3 separate regions of the Mus musculus genome follow, and all the other regions are linked to region 3. The links are chromatin contacts, called in public Hi-C and HiChIP or PLAC-seq maps. All regions are on one chromosome and are shown on one strand. Each heading gives the region's core, a stretch centred on a gene start, on an enhancer-like site or on the middle of the called end of the contact. The rest is flanking DNA. Distances are from core to core; before and after follow the strand shown. Region 1 has its middle 100 kb from the start of Gas7. Region 2 overlaps Gas7 (growth arrest specific 7). Region 3 overlaps 2310065F04Rik (RIKEN cDNA 2310065F04 gene).

What was found. A called contact is a pair of places that touch in the nucleus more often than the background predicts. HiChIP or PLAC-seq counts read pairs in DNA pulled down with a chosen protein or histone mark.
Region 1: an H3K27ac HiChIP or PLAC-seq map of SST interneurons shows a contact between it and region 3, with 8 times the contacts expected there. The contact joins two enhancer-like sites. A contact is called at or near these places in 1 of 15 datasets of contacts at CTCF or cohesin (the NIH/3T3 cell line), 1 of 115 datasets of contacts at active chromatin or transcription factors (SST interneurons) and 1 of 9 other capture datasets (embryonic stem cells).
Region 2: a contact with region 3 is called in a Hi-C map of cortical neurons, with 4 times the contacts expected there. The contact joins two enhancer-like sites. A contact is called at or near these places in 1 of 15 datasets of contacts at CTCF or cohesin (the NIH/3T3 cell line), 3 of 484 Hi-C or Micro-C datasets (cortical neurons and ventral hippocampal neurons) and 3 of 115 datasets of contacts at active chromatin or transcription factors (astrocytes, embryonic forebrain and forebrain).

What each region holds. Positions count from the first base shown.
Region 1 is chr11:67,480,765-67,484,238 of GRCm38.p6, reverse strand. It overlaps a transcript of Gas7 not described here. Among named protein-coding and RNA genes, the nearest start is that of Gas7, 100 kb to the left of the region's middle. Within about 2 kb of position 1,913, at least 73 of the 459 cell types and tissues checked have an H3K27ac peak or open chromatin away from gene starts, as enhancers often do. A contact at or near this core is called in SST interneurons, where this site is marked.
Region 2 is chr11:67,602,596-67,605,894 of GRCm38.p6, reverse strand. Gas7 (growth arrest specific 7) reads right to left here. Exons shown (of 14, transcript NM_001109657.3): 2 at 2,667-2,787. Among named protein-coding and RNA genes, the nearest start is that of Gas7, 18 kb to the right of the region's middle. Within about 2 kb of position 1,269, at least 74 of the 459 cell types and tissues checked have an H3K27ac peak or open chromatin away from gene starts, as enhancers often do. A contact at or near this core is called in cortical neurons, where this site is marked.
Region 3 is chr11:67,110,086-67,113,551 of GRCm38.p6, reverse strand. It overlaps 2310065F04Rik (RIKEN cDNA 2310065F04 gene), which reads left to right. Exons shown (of 5, transcript NR_038055.1): 5 at 1-1,091. Among named protein-coding and RNA genes, the nearest start is that of 2310065F04Rik, 8.3 kb to the left of the region's middle. Within about 2 kb of position 1,336, at least 4 of the 459 cell types and tissues checked have an H3K27ac peak or open chromatin away from gene starts, as enhancers often do. A contact at or near this core is called in SST interneurons and cortical neurons, where this site is marked.

The DNA of each region.
Region 1 (3,474 bases), core at 664-3,163, 370 kb before region 3:
GCATGCATAAAGCCCCGGGCTCAACCCCAGCACACTAATGCCTACTTAATAGTCAATGAATATAGGAACCTCAGCCTCAACATGTCCAAAACAAACTACAACCCTTCTCCCAAATCTGCTGCTTACGATCCTCACTTCTTGTACTCACTCCTTCCTGTCTCTTAAGCCAATAAGCTTCGCTCTGGAACCATTTCCACTTATCTCTCAAGCTTTGTCCATCTGGTTGATCCCAAGTCCCATAGTCTTGCCTTCAAAACTCGACTGTGTTAGCCCTCTCAATATCAGCAACCTTGGTCAAAGCCAACACGACTCGTTGCTTGCATTACTGAGATAGGACTTACCACTCATCTCCCTCCTTCTGTCCTTCTGTCCTTCTGTCCTTCTACCTTGGTTTCCTTCATGGTCCAACCTCACAAAGCAGCAGAGTATCTCTTATAAGATGACCAAGACTTTCCTCTATCAAATCTGATCTAAAGTCAGGCATGGTGATGCGTGCCTTTCATTCCAGCACTTGGGTGGCTGAGGCAGATGGATCTCTGTGAGTTTGAAGCCAGCCTGATCTATACAGTGAGTCCTAGGTCAACCTTGCCTACATAATGAAACCCTATCTAAAACAAGTAATCTTTTAAAAAAGATATTCTAATTAAATGTCAGGTCTCCACTGTGCTGGTGGCCAGGGGCCCCTCTGATCTCTCAGTGCCTCTCCATAGTGCTTAGTCCCCCACACATCCATTTGCTCTAGCCACACTAACCTGCTGTCTATGCCAGGATGCTCAGGCCTCTGGGTTTTTGCACATTCAAATGTTTTCTGACTGGATAACCTTATTCCAGAAATCCACATTTGCATTTGTTCCCCGAGGTCTCAGGGACAACGCTCAGATGTCCACTCCTAAAGACACCTTGTTTGTCTATCCATCTAAATCTACAAATTTCCAAGTCACCAGTCTACTTAGTTTTGACGGCTCTGTTTGTTGTCTCAAACTAAAGCAGATAGACGAGGGCTGCAGAGCAGGGACCCCGTGGAATCTGATCATGGTGGTCTCCAGCTTCTGGGCTCCAGCTTGTGTAATGAGCAACTGCTCCAGGAGCAACCTTTCTGGCTTGTTTTGTTTGTGTTTGCGGTTGTTTGTTTGTTTGTTTGTTTGTGAACAGGATCTGCTGTCCAAGATTTTCCTAACTTGGGCTTTGAGCCTTAGGGATATAGTCATGTCTAGGCTAAAGAATCCCTTATCTTATCAGATATCTGAGGGGACTTCTAAAAGGGAAGAAAAGGTATAATGGCTCTTTAATGGTGACTTCAAGTCACCCCAGGGGATTTCTTTCCCTCAGAGCACTCCCAACTGTGCCAGCTCCCACTCACCCCACTCACCGATCTTAGCAACTCTGAGGCCACTAGGCACTTTCAGTTGTTGGGCCAGCAAAAGCCACTGGGAATCAACTGTCTTCTAAGCCTGAGGCCCAGCCAAGAGAAAAGATCCTCTAACTCCCAGGCATTTCTCTCCAGCTTTACTCCAGCCACAAAGAGCTTAGTAGGATCTGCCCTACTCGGCTCCATTCACAGAAAACCCTAAAACTTTCTTTACCCCTTAAGAAAGAATCTTTTCCTGTTCTGGTTTGGAAGAAGACCAGAGGTGTTAAAAGCGAACATCTTGACTGAATTTCCTCCAGGCAAGCTTTCCCTGGGTTCTCCCTCCAGCACAGCAGCCTCTCCTGCCAGATGGAGCCTGAGCCAGGCTGCTGGAACTCTGTCCAAAGCAGCACTCCTGCGGAGCATCGGAAACTCTGTCCCAGGCTGCAGGGTCCTCCACAGCTGGCTCCATGCCTGTCACCAAGACACAGGGATAGCAGTTCCTTCGACCAGACCCTTGGAAGCAAATGAGGAACATACCAATTTAGAGGGAAATTGGCTTGAACGCTGTGGAGAAAAGAGGCCTCTGCACTGGTTGAGTCACAGGAAGAGCCACCTGCGACTTGCACGGAACTTCCTCCTGACTTGAAAAACCTTAAAATGTGGCTGGGCGTGGTGGCCCGTCTCTGCAATCCCAGCACTTGGGAAGTTGAGGTAGAAAGATTGTTTTTAGTGTGAGGCCAGCCTAGCATATATGGGAATTTCTAAGACAGTGTCTCAAAGGAAAAGAAGGTAGAGGGAGGGGAGGAGTAGGAGGAAGAGGAGGAGGAGGAGAAGGAGGAAGAAGAGGAGGAGGAGGAATCGCAAAAAGTTAGGGGAAAAATATTCTCCAAAATGAATGCAGACCAACTCCAGGACTCATTTCCCATCTCCCTAAATAAACTCAGCCACATGGTTCTTATCTGCTATTAAAACCAGACAGCCCGTGCAAGGGAGGATAAAACATAGAAGAACACTGGTTCCAAGCAGCGTTGGAACCTCCGGCTGTGTGGTCTGAGAAAACTCCACAGCCTCTCTCTGGGTCTTGAGTTTCTTTATCTGAGAACTGGAATCCACTTTTCCAGGCTGTTTGGAAGATTAGATGAGAACGCTCCCTGCAGTCATTAAGGACTAAACAAATGAAGCCTTTGACAACTTACAGTAAGCTCTGTACTGCTTATATTCACAAGTGTATGAGGGGCAAGCTGCCTATGATGGGCGACATCTGTAATCCCAGGCTTAAGGTTTAAGGATCTCCAGACATCAACAACTAGAGGCCAGCCTGGGCTACACAAGGAGAGCCTGTCTCAAAAACAAGACAAAGCAAACAAAAACCCCCAACTGGGCTAGTCTATAGGTTGACTGGTAGAGTGCAAGCCTGTCATGTACAAAGCCCTAGTTTCAATCCACAACACGGAATATATCAGGCATGGAGATAACACACACACGAGGGGAAGCACTCAGGAGGTGGAGGCAAGGGGAATCACAAGTTCAAAGTCACCCTAAACCACATAGCAAATTCAAGCTATCTTGGGCTAAATGAGGAGAGAGCAAGTCTATGAGAGACACCATGAACAAACACATTAGGGGAAATCAAAGACCACAGCTGTCACTTTCCAGAGGCTTCAGGACACAGCATTCCCAAAGCAACACGCCCATCTGCTGCTCTTCCCCAAGTATTCCCCAGGTCTGCTGGCTGCATTTTTCTACATGCCAAGAGCCCATCAACCTGCCTCCTTCCTGGACCACAAACAGCCTCAAGCTTGTCTGGAAACCAAGCCAGAGACAGGATGACACTGCTACGGTTCACATTCTCTGTCCTCTCACCCAGCTTTGGCTGATGCTCTGCCATTGCCATCACCCAGGGCTGCTGAGTGTGGCTGGACACAGAGACAGCCCTCCACTTTCTTCCAGCTGCAGGGCACTGAACGTAGCACATTGTCAGCAGCCCCAGGCCAGCAAAAGACAGAGAAGGAGAAAGGAAAGCAGAATCTAGACACATCAGATAGCAACCACAGATGAGGATGTAGCAAAACATAAAGGGAGAAATCAAAGAAAAGATGGGGAACCAAAACCTGATTGCATCT
Region 2 (3,299 bases), core at 20-2,519, 490 kb before region 3:
AATAATAAATAAATAAATAAATAAATAAAAGAAATACTCAAAGCGTAGAACAATGTCTACAATAAGTTGTTCTCACTATTTAAAGGATAGAGTGAATTACATTTGTAATTTATTTTTAAAATGCCGGTATGTCTATGCTTAGAAGATAGAGAACATAAATGTCTCAAAGGATATAAGTGATAAGTAGTGATTGGGGCTTTTTCAATATATATATTTTCAAATTAATTTAAAAAAATGTATGTGCATTGGGTTGGGTTTCAGACCCCAGAATAAACAGCTGAGGTGCATATTTAACATAAAAAGCAGAACTGGCCTCCAGGTTCTCCCAGCATCCCTCAGTCCCTACCTGTCATATCCTGGCCCCAACCCTGAACTTTCCAGCCCAGGGGCTGGGCTGCCCTTCTTCTCCTGAGGCTCTTTGTTGTATAATCCAGATATTTTGGTCTCTCCTCTGCTCTTTCTTCTCTTTCTCTCTCTGCATGTGTTCTTTCTCTCCTCTTTCTCTTCTCCCTCTCCACTGTTTCCATTCCCACAGTGACTTCCCTGACTTCATTCCTTGGGACCAGTGAACTTCCAGCTCCAGAGTGGTTTCCCAATAAGCCTGCTTTTATATAATCTCTAACATAGCTTGAATTGGCTTGTTTCACCTTGGAGAAATAACTTATGCCATTGGTGTCTTGCCTGCACATTTGTCTGTGTGAGGGTGTTACATTCCCTGGAACTGGAGTCACAGACAGTTGTGAGCTGCCTAGTGGATGCTGGGAATTGAACCCTGGTCCTCTGAAAGAACAGCCATTGTTCTTAACTGCAGAGCCATCTTTTCAGCCCCAAATGACTGGGGATTTTTATTGTTGATTTGAATCTCACTTTTATTCACTGGCTTTTAAACCCTGAGAATGTACTATTCTTTAGCAGAGAGAAAGACAGAGACAGAGAGACACACAGAGAGAGACACAGAGAGGCAGAGAGCACCTAGAAAGGCCCTTTCTCTATTTTCCTTCGCAACAGACTGGCTAATTTGAAATAAGAACAAATCCACCCAAATTCTTGTTCTTGAGCTCATTCAGTCCAAACTCTGCACTGCACAGATGGAGATCTGTGTTCAGACACCCACTCCCCTGGGAAATGACACTGAAGTAGTTGCTACCCAAGGGGGGAGTGCATTCAAACAGCCACAGGCCCCCCTGAAACATCTAGGCTCCCTGAGCATGGTGGAGCTGCTCAAGTGTCTGTTTTGAGGAAGTGTGAGATTAGAACAGCTAAAAACGGCTCTACTTCCTTTTTCCTAGAAACCTTGGTCACCTCTCTTCGAGGAGGACACCCTGCTGAGCAAGCAGGTTAGGGTGCTTGTGGTATGTGCAGGCCAGCCACCCAAAGTAGCAGCTGTTGGCTTCTCTGTGTCTTGGCTTCTGCCTGTCTTCTCACTGGCATTCCCTCTCAGTTCAGGCTCAAAATCAGAAACCACATCAACAGCATCCACACCCCAGGTGGTAAGATAGAGAGGTATGACGTCATATGGATGCAGAAGACAGAGGTGAAGCCAAGACTGGAGAACAGGCAGAAGTTCACCTCCTGCTTGAGCACACGTGTTTAGGATGTCCACCAAATCCAACTTCCCTTGTGTTGCATCTCCTGGTTGTCTTGAGGTAAAGTCCTTAGAGGCATAGGAAGGTCAGAACTTTTCAGTTACCTTATTCTTCTACCTTCAACCTGAACAGTGTCCCACTTAACTTGTAAGAAGACCAGCCATACTGCACAACATTTAAAGATCATCTCCACATTGTAGTCATTTGGGAAGTCCAGGGAAATGTTAACTATTTGGAGATATGGCGTTCCAGTTCTATTCAACTCAGAGATATGTGGGGAGTGGTTTGATGGCTTCTAATCTTAGCACTTGGAAGGCTTCCTGTCACAGGAGAACTACCATGCATTCAAGACCAGTCTGGGCTATATGGTGAATTACAGATCAACCTGGTTTACCAAATGAGACCCTGTTTCAAAAGAATGAGGAGAGAAGAGAGGAAGAAAGGAAAAAGAAAGGAAAGGGTATGGAGAAGTTGAGGGGTGGGGACAGGGACTCAGTGCCCCAGTGCTCCAGTTCCTCCGTGCTAAGGGGGAGGATGAATGGCCCCACATAGTCCCACCATTACCAAATGCACAATCCACAAAACAGCAGCCAGTGAGATACTTCAATTGAGAAAAAAGGTGTTATAATGAAATTAAGGAGAGTATTTTCAGCCTCTGTTCTAGATCCTCAGTACCATTAGAACGTTCAGAGTTCCTAGACAGTGTGGAATACCTTGACCTGTAGAACTAGCCTCTGAGGCCAACCATCCTAGATCCTAAGGTCGAGTTCAAAGGAAGGTGGGTGTGAGGTGTCAGGGATTCTGGGAATCTTGGACAGCTGTCCTTTGGAACTGCTTCCAGAATACAGACCCAAGCCCTAACATCCAGCACCAGGGACGAGCAGGACTCTGCTGTAGCTCTGGGCATATGTTAAACAATTCTAGAGTCAAAGGGTTAAGATGCCAGGTTACCTTTCCTTGGGTCAAATTTAGCAAGAAAAAGCCCCCCCAACCAGAGGTGGAAATGGAGGGAGAAAAGCACCCCTAGGGAGAGGCAGACATCCTGGGGCTTAGAAAAGGCTGCGCCTGAACAGGACTTACCATTGGTAGTCGTGTTGACATAGTAACGGCGGCCCTGAGGAGACAAGTAGCTGTGCCAGCCGGGTGGAAGGATGACCGTCTGGCTCTCCTCTCCTGGCGGAGGGGGGACCATCCCAGGCTTCTGTTGAAGAAAAAGGCAGGGGTCAGACACATTTGCCATTTTCACAGCTGTTTTGAGCCACAAAATCACTTCGAAATCGCTCAAGTGGGATAGGATGGCCTGCAGGCCTCTTTGGGGGCATGGCTCCCCCAGATCAGACAAAAGAACTGCCTTTCTTCCCTATCAGACCCTGCAAAAATTCATCACAGGGCGGGGGTGTGCTTGCCAGGGAACCTGCCACTCCACATGTCCCATTGTGGACTGCAGTCTATACCCGCTGAGGTCTGTGCAGTCTACACTCCACAGGACCACTGAGTGCAGCAACAGACAGCCCCAGGCCTGCTGTGCAAACCTAGCAGAAGTAATTAATGCAAGTTGCGACAGAACAAAGTGTAAAGCATTCTATAATAATGTTGAGAGTCTGCGAGGAGAGCTGGCTTGGGTTTCTCTCTCCAACGGCCGTGTCATCGTGGCAAAGGGAACCAGAATTTTTATGACAAACTAGACACTATAGGGTTGGTTCTTGTTAGCCA
Region 3 (3,466 bases), core at 87-2,586:
GGGAGCATGGACTGTGTTCTGGGGATTTGAGATTGGGGGACTGTTCTCAAGAGAGACCTGGGGTTGTGCTCAGCCTTGCCCAATGCTTGGGTCACTCTAGTCTGGAATGGTCACAGAAGTGCAGTCTCTGTCGGAGAAACCAAACCCTTTGTAGGACCTGTCTTGAACTAAGGAAAGAATGGTAGGTGGAACAGAGCTCAACGGACACCGAGAGCATCTCCCAAGCGACAAGACCCCCCCCCCCGGCCCCCGTTAGTGAGCGTGAGATGTTCGTGGGCAAAGACACGGGAATGGGTTCTCAAGCAGAGGGGATGCACTTTATGATCCATCTGCCATGTTTGCAGGTGAGTGAGTGAGGAGAAAAGAACGGTTACGTGGAAGACCCGTTACGGACATGAAAGCCAACCCCACCTTGAAGATGTCACCGCGGTCCCAAGTTGTAGGTGGACGCCAGAAGAGTATTTAGACTCAGACCCGGGCAAACTAGCGGATGTGCTACTCCAGGCTTAAGAAAACCCAGGTGGTTAAAACCAAGGCAGCATCCCTAATCTGTGCTTGGTCCAACAACATGGCCATTTATTTGTGGCTCACCGCTGCCCTCTGGTGGCACTCTCCAAAAATGCAACTTGGTTTTAAAGGTTGGGGATGGCGAGACTGACTTAACCAGTTTGTTTGTTTGTTTGTTTGAGTACATACCCTCAGTATTTGAGTCTCAGGATCATTTTGATTCACCTGCATGAATCAAGTCACGTGATTAGAGTAAAAGGAGCAGAATTCAGCGTATCTCATGCCTTTGTCTGGCCCTGCCATTGTCAGACAATTCAGCTAGCTCTTGGGAACTGCTGTTTCTATCAGACACTATTGTGTGGGGCCTTTTATCTGAGCTGTAGCATTGATCCTCTAGGGTGGGTGCAATAATTATTCATGTTACAGATGAAGAAATAGAGGCGCACAGATGTCTCACTCTTAACATATGAATATGGTATTGAGTCCCCAGTGACACCAACCTGTTAAGATGTCACTCAGTACCCACCCAGTCCCGCCCTGAGCAGAATGAATGGACGGGGAAATATAATTTTAAAGTACTGTTTAAATAAACACATATTTTCTGTATGTTTTTTAAGTTTGAGACTAAATTCTAGATGTGCTCTTAGCCTGGCATGCAGAGAAGGAGACTCTGGGATGGAGGGGGCGGGACACAGACATGGAAACTCTCTCGCTTTGAAAAGACATAGTTTCTCGGGATGATGCGGCTGTCTGATGGGCATTGGGGAGCGGAAAGGCAGATTCTGGAGTTTCAGAGCTTCTGAGTCACCTACCCTCTCTTCCTGCAGCTGAAAACAGTACCCACTTTGGCCTGTAGGTGGCAGCTTAGGCTCAACAGAACCCAAGTCTGTTTTTTGATACCCTAGTTCCCACCAGCTGGGAATCATTTTCAGATGGAGGTTTGGGGGTGTTATAAACTCCTGATGTATGGAGACTGTGCCTCACATACTCTGGTTTCGATGATCTTGTGGGTGACCTGGGCAATTCGGTGGTGGTGGTGGTGGTGGTGGTATTTTGCTTGCTTGCTTGCTTGCTTGCTTGCTTGCTTGCTTGCTTGCTTGCTGAGACAGGTATTTGCTATGTTGCCTCTGCTGGGGTCTGAATCCTGGGATCAAGTAATCCTCTTACCTCAGCAGCCCAGGTAGCTGGACATAAGAATCTATTTATTCCACAGGGCCCGACCATAAACATCCATGTTTTACAAAGCTCCCCAACTGACTCTCCCCACCCAAGCTAGAAGTGGCAGTTAGCACACGGAGCCCCTTAGTCCCTGTGAGTTTGCTGAGCAGCTTATTTGACATCCTTTCTTCGTTCCACCTCTGCAGTGTAGCCTGGATCCACAGAAAGAAGGGAAGAGCAGAGAAGGGGCATCGTAGGAGGGATGGAGAATGCAGTTCAGACAGAAGAGAAAATGAAAAAGGGTCTTCTCAGACCAAGAGAGGAAGGAGTCTAAAGGAGTGATTAAAACACGTTTCATACCTTACAGAAAAGAAATAGGCCATGTGAAGGACAAAGGATTGTTCCAGAAAGCAAGAAAACTTGCCCCTTCTACTAACTAGAGCTTTAACAGGAATCCTGGTGAGGGCACTGTGGGTATCGGGGTTTTGGGGGGAACCTGGCCAGGCAGGGAAGTGGCAAGGGGTTTCAGGGGGTGTGGACAGCAGAAGGGGCTTCACAGGGAAAGTGGAGTCTTCCCATGTGGACATATATCCTGAGAGACATTAGCGGCTACCAATGGTTCTCTCTTCTCAACAGCTTCATGCCCAGTGTCTTAGTCAGGGTGTCTATTCCTGCACAAACATCATGACCAAGAAGCAAGTTGGGGCGGAAAGGGTTTAATCAGCTAACACTTTCCACATTGCTGTTCATCACCAAAGGAAGTCAAGACAGGAACTCAAGTAAGTCAGGAAGCAGGAGCTGATGCAGAGGCCATGCAGGAATGTTTCTTACTGGCTTGCTTCCTCTGACTTGATCAGCTTGCTTTCTTATAGAATCCAGGACTACCAGACCAGGGATGGCACCACCCACAATGGGCCCTTGATCACTAAGTGAGAAAATGCCTTACAGCTGGATTCTCATAGAGACATTTCCTCAAGGGAGACTCCTTTCTCTGTGATAACTCCAGCTTGTGTCAAGTTGACACACAAAACCAGCCAGGACACCCAGGAATGGTGGCTGGCCAGAAATCCTCCCTAGCCCAGTGCCCTCACAAAGAGAAAGGGCCATGTACAACAGCAAGAGCATCTGTTGCCATAGCAACTCATTAGGCACAGCCCCAATGTCATGGCCCATGCTCATCTTCGGGCATAGCCTCCATCTTTGAGCACACACACACACCAAATAAAAGATTCATACTTAACACTCAAAACTCCATGAACAAAATTTTAAATTGTGACAGGCTTCCTCTTGAGCTTTTACCTCAACTTGAATATCCGACAGCATTGCTGTGGCATTTTCTAATGAATGCAGGCTGAGGTAGTGGGGAGTCCTTCTCTGTCCAGTCACATCTTGCAGGAGCTACCTTCAGCCCTTGGCACCTGAGGAATATTATCACAGATCTGTGGGAACTGTGCTTCTGGCAGAGCGGTGGTGCCACCTAGTGGGAGAATCTGGTACCAAGCTCTCAAAGATGACTCCAAGCACAGCATGTCTTCCTGGAGCCTCTGGCTTCCTAGCAGTTCTCCATATGGGAGGCAATGCTTAGGACCTTGCACTGTGGTAGTTGAGATGGAGCAGATGGGAGACTGTGTGGACAGATGGGTCAGGAGGTAAGGGGAGAGATAGGTGGGGCGTTCCCAAGTGTAGCACTGTCATATACACAGATAGGGAGATCCGGAGGCAGATTCTTGCCCCCTACTTTCCCATCAGAGAAGTGAGAGAGAAGGTGGAGACTGTGTCTCTAACCTCCACAATCCTCACT